3 separate regions of the Xenopus laevis genome follow, and regions 2 and 3 are each linked to region 1. Evidence: chromatin contacts called from public Hi-C data. All regions are on one chromosome and are shown on one strand. Each heading gives the region's core, a stretch centred on a gene start, on an enhancer-like site or on the middle of the called end of the contact. The rest is flanking DNA. Distances are from core to core; before and after follow the strand shown. Region 1 holds the start of rnd3.S (Rho family GTPase 3 S homeolog). Region 2 has its middle 67 kb from the start of mmadhc.S. Region 3 holds the start of mmadhc.S (metabolism of cobalamin associated D S homeolog).

Evidence for each region. Hi-C and Micro-C count contacts between places; a contact is called where the count stands out from the background.
Region 2: a Hi-C map of the XTC cell line shows a contact between it and region 1, with 2.5 times the contacts expected there. The contact joins the enhancer-like site here to the promoter of rnd3.S in region 1. A contact is called at or near these places in 2 of 4 Hi-C or Micro-C datasets (the XL177 cell line and the XTC cell line).
Region 3: a Hi-C map of the XTC cell line shows a contact between it and region 1, with 5 times the contacts expected there. The contact joins the promoter of mmadhc.S here to the promoter of rnd3.S in region 1. A contact is called at or near these places in 2 of 4 Hi-C or Micro-C datasets (the XL177 cell line and the XTC cell line).

Annotation. Positions count from the first base shown.
Region 1 is chr9_10S:59,527,613-59,530,332 of Xenopus_laevis_v10.1, forward strand. rnd3.S (Rho family GTPase 3 S homeolog) reads right to left here and starts at 1,465. Exons shown (of 5, transcript NM_001091085.1): 1 at 1,185-1,465. The coding sequence starts at 1,334.
Region 2 is chr9_10S:59,386,150-59,388,891 of Xenopus_laevis_v10.1, forward strand. No RefSeq gene overlaps it. Among protein-coding and RNA genes, the nearest start is that of mmadhc.S, 67 kb to the left of the region's middle. Within about 2 kb of position 1,467, at least 1 of the 7 cell types and tissues checked has an H3K27ac peak or open chromatin away from gene starts, as enhancers often do.
Region 3 is chr9_10S:59,318,901-59,321,822 of Xenopus_laevis_v10.1, forward strand. It overlaps mmadhc.S (metabolism of cobalamin associated D S homeolog), which reads right to left and starts at 1,456. Exons shown (of 8, transcript NM_001096531.1): 1 at 1,326-1,456.

The DNA.
Region 1 (2,720 bases), core at 215-2,714:
GTGGATACAATATTGCAGACATTCTAGGAATACTAGGATTTCGCAAATTTACCTAGAGATATAGGCTGATAGGGAATCCTGGAATATATATTACATATCAATGGGAGTACAAGAGAACATTATGGCAATATTGGCCCAAACAGCAGCCTAGGAACCCACACTCAGTGTTGTGGCATAATAGGAAATCACCCACCACCAAATATTGTAACACAATCCAGATCCAAACTTGTATATCTAACACAGACAATAGTGGGGATTCCCTGCCCCACAGAGCTTGTGCGCTCACTCTACCCAGCAGGCACATTTAGATTTAAATATGCCCAGCAGAACAAGCTGGCAGATGGTTGGGGGGTTAATTTATGGCCTGTTTAATGACTGTCTGCCTTCTAGTAAATCCTCAGGAGTGCCACCAGGGACAGTTGTGTGTTAAGGAAGGTGGGGGGGTTTACAGGTGGACAAGTCTCTTAAACGTCAGAATCAGCCAATAGCTGAGACGTTGCACTTGCAATACCATCTTCAACCAGCCAATGGTGCTGAACAGCAGTCCCACTGGCTACACTTAATAGACCAATTTTTGTAGGCTGTTTCCATGGCTGGTAAAAATACAATGTAGAGTAAAGAAAGAAGGGATGATCAGCCTATGGTCCTCCAGCTGTGTGCAGGTTCCAAACATGAACAGGAAAAATACATGGCTAACCTGCAGTCACTTGAACACTAACAGTTTAAGGGCCACAGCTGGACACCCCTGCCCAATCCACCAATACAAAGAGCTGAAGGGCCACATGATACTGAGAGTGAGAAAGATGGTCTGTAAGCGAAAGTGTGCTCTGCTGCAAGTGCTGCACATGGGGGTACAGCTGGTGAGCATAACTGGTGGGTACAACTGGTGGGTACAACTGGTGGGTACAACTGGTGGGTACAACTGGTGGGTACAACTGGTGGGTACAACTGGTGGGTACAACTGGTGGATACAGCTAGTGGGTACAGCTGGTGGTTATAACTGGTGGGTACAGCTGGTGGGTACAGCTGGTGGGTATAACTGGTGGGTACAGCTAGTGGGTATAACTAGTGGGTACAGCTGGTGGGTATATCAGCAGCCATGAGAAAGTTACACGTTAGTAATATTAGATGGAATGCAGAATCCCCCTCCATGCAAATCCTATGTTGGCCCCTGAGGGACGTACCTCTGGGAAGGAGTCCTTGGCAAAGACATGGAGCAGAGCAGTTTTGCCACACTGGCTGTCCCCCACCACCACAATTTTACATTTCACATTCTGGTTGGGATCCATCATTGATTTGCTGGCCAGTTTCTGACTCGTTCTTCTTTCCTTCATTGATGTGTATAGGAAACTTTCCTTTCTGATCAGCAGAGACGCGAAGGTGCAGCGAGATTCTCTACGCACAGACCTCCCGGAGCAGCTTGATCCACCAACGACAACAAGGAACCCTCCTACATCCAGCGGCGAGATGACTGAGCTTTGTTACGCGACTACTGACAGCTTTTATAGCGGACCCGCCCCCTGCCCTAGTCTTCTGTAACAGGAGACTCCGCCACGCCCACCCTTTCTCCTTGTATGGAACATGCGGCGAGTGGAAGGAAGAGCTGCAAACATTTGGCTGTGCGGACAATGCGCCATCTAGGGGACAGTGGCGGAAGTGCTAGAGCTCTGCAGTACTAAGCAAGAGGTGGCAGCTGAGGCAGATGGCTTTGTTTTCCTAAATACTGATTTGTTTTTCGTTTGGCCTCATGGGAAGGTGGGACCTGAGATGTAAATTTAAAGAATCTCGCCATTCCTTTGTCTTTTGCACTTGAGCGGCCCAGGCAAGGGGCATTAACTAAAGCATGGTTAGGTCAAAATTGGGACCCAACTAGCTCCACAGGCCCTATTAATACAGTATATAGCATCTTACAGCAGCCCTCTGCTATATGCCAGGGGTCACAGATTGCCAGTTCCAGCCTGGGCAGGATTCTTGGCATTAGGTTCTCTGATGTGCCCGACATACCTCTCCCTGCAAGGTTTTAATACCATATGTAGATTACTTTATAATTTTATTCTACAAAAGGACTGTGGCTGTGGGATAGCAGGTATAGTAGGGAGAGATGATGCCTATAGTAGCAGTGGGATAATAGTCTCTGTGAAGGGACTGTGGCTGTGGGATAGCAGGTATAGTAGGCCTAGTGTACATATGTGAGGTTGTAGTGCCCATAAGGGTTCATTCCAGCACTTGATATGTTATAATAAACAAGGGTGGTCACCACTAATTTTTGAAAACATTAAGCAGGGGTGCAATGAGGCGTGACCACAAAATCCATACAGACAAATAGGAGAAGTCCTCTGAACTCAACCCATTAACAATACCTTTGAGCCATTTTATGCCCCAAGCCACCAAAATGCCCCAACCTTTAAACAAAACAGAAACTGGCTGTCCGTACACTGCAATACATTCAAGCTTGATCTGTTTTCCAGGTTAGAGTTTGAGAGGCTTGTAACAATTGAAAATAAGCAAAGATACAATTATAACTATTTTGTAGACCAGAAATTAGGAGGTGGAACCATAAAATGGACTTGCTATGCGCAGTATACTGTATCTTTTTTGTCCCTCTCTCCATTTTTGTAATGTTGGGAGGTATGCCTGAGCCAATACCGTCAGGAGAGTTTATTGTACCAGAGATATTGTACCATCTTGACATATCATCTCGTAAGCATATAGACCACTAT
Region 2 (2,742 bases), core at 217-2,716, 140 kb before region 1:
TTGTTCAATGAAGGATACATTTGCATGAATGTGACTTTAATCATCTGCATTTAGTCAGCTCTTCACTTACATTATTTCATGCATTATGTATTAATCCACTTTATGCCAACCTGAACTCACCTCTAACAGAACTGTTTAATCTCATTAATGTAGTAATCCTTGCACTTAACCTCTGAGGGTACAAAGATTTTATAGTTTTGGAAGTGTCTACAGAATGATTATGTTATGTATTTTAAATGTTTAGATATTGGGCCCTGTTAAATTATTTATGAGATTGTAATAATGACTCTATCTGAAATGGTTCATATACATTCAAATATGGAAAAACAGAATTTTGTATCATAGTTTCTGTGATTGAATATGACACAGCTATAGCCTGACTCTCAAGATTCAACAATGATGTAAAAAATTAAAAATGCATTCTAAGTTTTATTTATTACTAAGTTTTATTATTGCTGTGTGAGCCCATATTCGCCAACTGCATAAACATATTTCTCTTAAAATATATTGGCAGCATGAGGACATTGCTTCCTTTCAGTTGGCCAAAAAAATGCCTTCTTCAGCAAGGCATCAGTGGGGGACCTAAAGTTTTTTATTTGGAGAGGGAGACCTGACCCTTGTCACCTAATGCCACTGGTGAGGGTTTTGTGGGGAGCAGTGGGGAGCATCCTGAGAGCCAAATAATGTCTGATAAAAGTCTGCTCCATCTTTATGCATGTGCTCCCCAATGCATCATGTCACTCGGATGTAGAATCCAATGTCAAATCCAAATGTTTTGACTTCACATATTGCTTTTACTTTAAACAGCTAGACCCCCTTTTATTTTGGAACTGTGCAACTGTTTTTGTTTTTATTCTACGGTTTTTATTACCTTCATCTTAGAAAACATTTCCCTCGTGTTACAAGCTTCAGTGTATCTTTCTCTTCAATTATTCAAGTGCATTAACTTCTAAATTAGCAGCATGCAATATTGAGCTGAAGTACCAGATGGAGCCCTCTATCACTGTAACAACTGTCATTGTCTTCATTTCGATGAGACTTTAAAAGTGTTGTTAGCAGTGCTGATAGCAATCTGGTATTTTCTCTTAGTTGTCTTCTTCTAACTTATCTTCCTAATTGTACTTCCCTAAGAGATTAAGGCCTTGATTGGTCGATTTTATATATAAATGTAAATTGGAAAGCCAAGGTGGAGTGATGATGGCACAATGAAACCAATGGCAGTATTGTGACATCCAGCATGGTGTGCTCTTAAGAGAAGTAGCATTAGTGGCAAGTGCCAACATCAACATAATCTTAGTGGTCACCTTACATTGAATGCACAACAATTTAATTTGCTCTCAGAGTATGTTTGAATGTGTAATGTGAGACGGGAAACATTTGAGGGGTAAATTACACCCCAGATACAAGGGCAAAGCAGGCTCTATTGTGCTTATTCTATGAGCTGTGTTGCTGTCTGGGTGTGCTCTGCACTTAGCTTCTGATTGGTAATTTGGAGCTAGGTGCAGAGCACTGAGATAATAGGTTGTAGGCAGCCCTGTCCTTACCATCTGCACTGCCATAGGACGAGTACTAAGTAGAGTGTTCCCTCTCTGGCTTGTGCAATGCAGCCCACAGTGGGAACCCCTATATTACTGTAAGTAGTTTCAGGGGTTGCCCGGGTGCATTGGTGCTTGGTGCAGATATGTGAAAGGAACAAGAAACATGTTTTGGTTCAGAAAGCACCTTTAATAAATAGTGTCAATACACACAACAATTGCAGCCATTTTAACTCAACCACACCTAGAGGCACATTTATCAAACGTTGAATTTCGAATTCATGTGATCTGCGGCCTTGGGGCTCCGCTTCGTTAAATCCGGCCCTGATCATTTATCTGACACCCAACTGTTGCATGAAGACAGAATGAAGAGAAACAGATGCTGAGAGAGGAATAGTGAATATAAACTTGATTATTTCAGAAACAATGAAACAAGAATTTTTAATTGATTGTATTTAGAAAGTGTCTTATATTAAAGCTTATATTAAAATTTCATTTTCATAATAGTTCCCCTTTAAATATATATATATATGTAGATATATATATACAGAAATATGTATGAATACTACCATGATAATTATCCTGATGAGCTTATCCTTTTGTTTAGGACTTTGGTTGAAGCAGGTAAAATGCATATAAGTATATCATCTAATTTCTAAAGAAAGTTTCGATTTTTGATGCACATTTTGTTAGCGTGGCCATGCAGCTCTGGGTTCCTGGGATTGATTGAGACAAATGCACTTTGGTTTCCTCCAAAAACAAACAGGCAGATGACATGATTTCTGATGACAATTACTGGTAATATGTGGTTTCTGGTAAGTACCATTGACAGTCACTGTTTAGTGGGCTGGTGGGTGGGGGCTATTTGGCCTCTGGGTACTTGAAATGCCAGGGCCTATTTTGAATCCCAGTGAAAGGCCTGGCAGGGATCTTGACGTTTAAGCTCTGCTGGTGGATGTACTGTAGGATGTCAATGACACTACATAAAGGGCACATTTACCTAGGGTCGAATATCGAGGGTTAATTAACCCTTGATATTCGATCGTCGAAGTAAAATCCTTCGACTTCGAATATCGAAGTCAAAGGATTTTGCGCTATTCCTACGATCGAACGATTGAAGGAATAATCGTTCGTTCGAATGATTAAATCCTTCGAATCGAACGATTCGAAGGATTTTAATCCATCAATCGAAGGATATTCCTTCGAT
Region 3 (2,922 bases), core at 206-2,705, 210 kb before region 1:
GTATTTTGTGGTCACAGCCTCATTGCACCCCCGCCTAATGGTTTTAAAAAATAGTGGTGAGCACAACTTTCCCTTGTTTGTTATAATATATATAGATATATATATAGTGAATAAAGTACCCCCTCTTGTAAAATATAAGGATATTATAAGTTACCGAGGAGTTTCATGACCATATAAAAACACGAGGCCAAATATCCTCATATTTTGCAACTGGGGGTACTTTATTTATTATAATACACAAGTTTCGGTGAGTCATGTGACAGGAATGACATCAGAACTCACCGTTTATAACTAATGACATCAGAACTCACCGTTTATAAGGGTATAATTTACAGGATATTCATGGCTTTTGTGTATTATATAGTGAATAAAGTACCCCCAGTTGCCCCCCTCAGAGTTCCATGACCTGTATAAAAACACGAGGCCTTCGGCCTCGTGTTTTTATATGGTCATGAAACTCCTCGGTAACTTATAATATCCTTATATTTTACAAGAGAGGGTACTTTATTCACTATATAAACAGCGCGTTCTGACGTCAGTACGCGCCAGTTATAACAGGGGCCCCAGGCCGCCGAATTTGACGCTGCGCATCCGAATTTGACGATGTGCGTCCGAATTTGACTATGCGCGTCCGAAATGGACGCCGGCGACCAGAATTTTGACTCTGACCCCCCCACAAAATGTAGATTATAATGCATAATGTACCCCCTACTAGAAATTTATAAAGATATCAGAAGTCAGCTCTGAGTTATGTGACCTTTATAAAAGCACTCGGCATGCGGCCTTGTGCTTTTATATGGTCACATAACTCCTTGTGACTTATAATATCTTTATAAATTACAGTAGGGGGTACATTATCCACTATATATATTTAAAAAAAAAAGTAAAAAAAATTTAGTTTCTACATTATGTTGAGAACATAAAAGTGGGAATTTTCTTTGGAAGTTGCTGGAAGCAAATTCATCATAATATACCTTGAAAATGAGTAAGTAAAAGTGCTGACCTCAATTATTTTGGTATAAAAAGCCTGTACATAGAAGCCCTACTGTGGGGATCCCTTCAGTGATAAAGAATCAGAGGGGACCCCTAGCAATGCAGGAAGCCTGAGGTTGGAGATTCAAAGCTTTGTACGTCTCTACTCTGCTTTATAAACAACACTGAATACAGAGACAAGTTTTACGAGGCCATTTATATCCGTGTATTCGCGCACAGGTGTATAAGAGCTCTGGATAACTGGGTTAGGTGTAGATAAGTGTGTTGTGTAGTCGTAGCTCCCACTATGTGCCCTCAATTCTCCAGTGGCCCCACAGGGCCCAGCTTCCTACCTAGTGCACTGGATCAAATATTCACAAGCCGTGTCCTCCTGCTGTCACTGCTCCACAACAGGATACGATGCAATCACTCTTCTGATTGGCCCAGTGAGCTAAACACCGCCTACAAAAGCAAGAGAGTTCACTAATGGCTAACAACGACGACAATCTTGCAAAAGGGTCGCTGGTTGGAGGTCTACTCTGATTGGACGTTAGCATTGAAGGACATGCTTCCAAACCAATGGCAGTCGAAATATGTAAGCGCGGTTGTTAAGCGTAAACGATTATGTCACACTGTATGCAGGGATGTTATACGATGGACTTTAATCATATTGCTCAATTCATACGTCATTTCTTACGTTTGTTGGCATACAGGTGTCTTTAAACAAAGGATTTCTTTTGAATAACTTCCGCAGAGCCTGGTAGTGTTAGTGGAGGATTCTGGGAGTTGTAGTTGTGGTGCAGATACGCACAGGGAACTGCTTCATTATTTTTGCTCCCTTTGATATTTGCTCCCATTTATATAACTTGTGGATATCCATCTATCCGAGTGGTTGGCAGTTTTAAAGACTGTACTTTTTTTTTTTTTTTTTTTAAATAACATCAATTCAGTCCATGGGAATTATTATCAGCATATTATTTTCAGGCCCCCAAAATGTCTAGAGCTTTATCTGTTTAACCAATATTTATTGAAATTTATTATGAATTAGGGCCTCATGGGGCCCCCTGCAGCTGTAGGGTCTGCTTCCCCTGTAGTTACGCCCCTGTCAGTGACTATAAGGGGGCCCACTAACCCTCCCTCTAACTAGGGTTGCCGCCTGGCCCGTATTTTACCTGCCTGGCCGGTAAAAATGATGCTTGATGCCAAAGTTGTAAATTGGAAAATAAACGGCAAGAATATAGGAAGGCCGGTATTTTTTTCCAGAAAAGGTGGCAGCCCTACCTCTAACGCTACCAAACTGTAACCTGTGAAGTGAATCAAAAGACTAACCAATCAGTGGAAAGCAAGAGAGCTGCAAAGCAGGAAGTAATGTTCTGGCTATTATGTTACACATCCAGTCACTCCAGCCTTTATACATTATATTTTTCCCTAACTATATTAGAAACATTATATATTTTGCATAGCCTATCTATTTACCAGATTTTATGTTTACACTAAACAATTCCTTTAAGGGTAAACTTCATAAGACTTTGACCAATCAGCTTTTGGTTTTGTACTGTGATAAGAAACCCACGTAGACATGGCCAATAAATTTAGAATCCCACCCTAGTGCCTTGGTTCCAGAATCAATATAACTCTGTTTGGACCTAAGCCTGGGGATGCATGCCATACTTATCTTGGCATTATATCTTAAAGGGGATATTAACCTACCACAACAGGGCTCCTCCATCTGCATGTGGCAGGGCTACAGCTAAGTTTGAAATCTGGCCTGTACTTTACCGACCTGGCCGGTAAAAATAATGGTTGATCCCAATGTTATTAATTGGGAAAAAGATAAATATATAGGAAGGCTGGTATTTTTTTCCAGAAAAGGTGGCGACCCTAGCTACAGCTCCAATTATACTTCCATAGATTAAAAATGTTTTTATTTTGCACCATAAAAGGAATGCA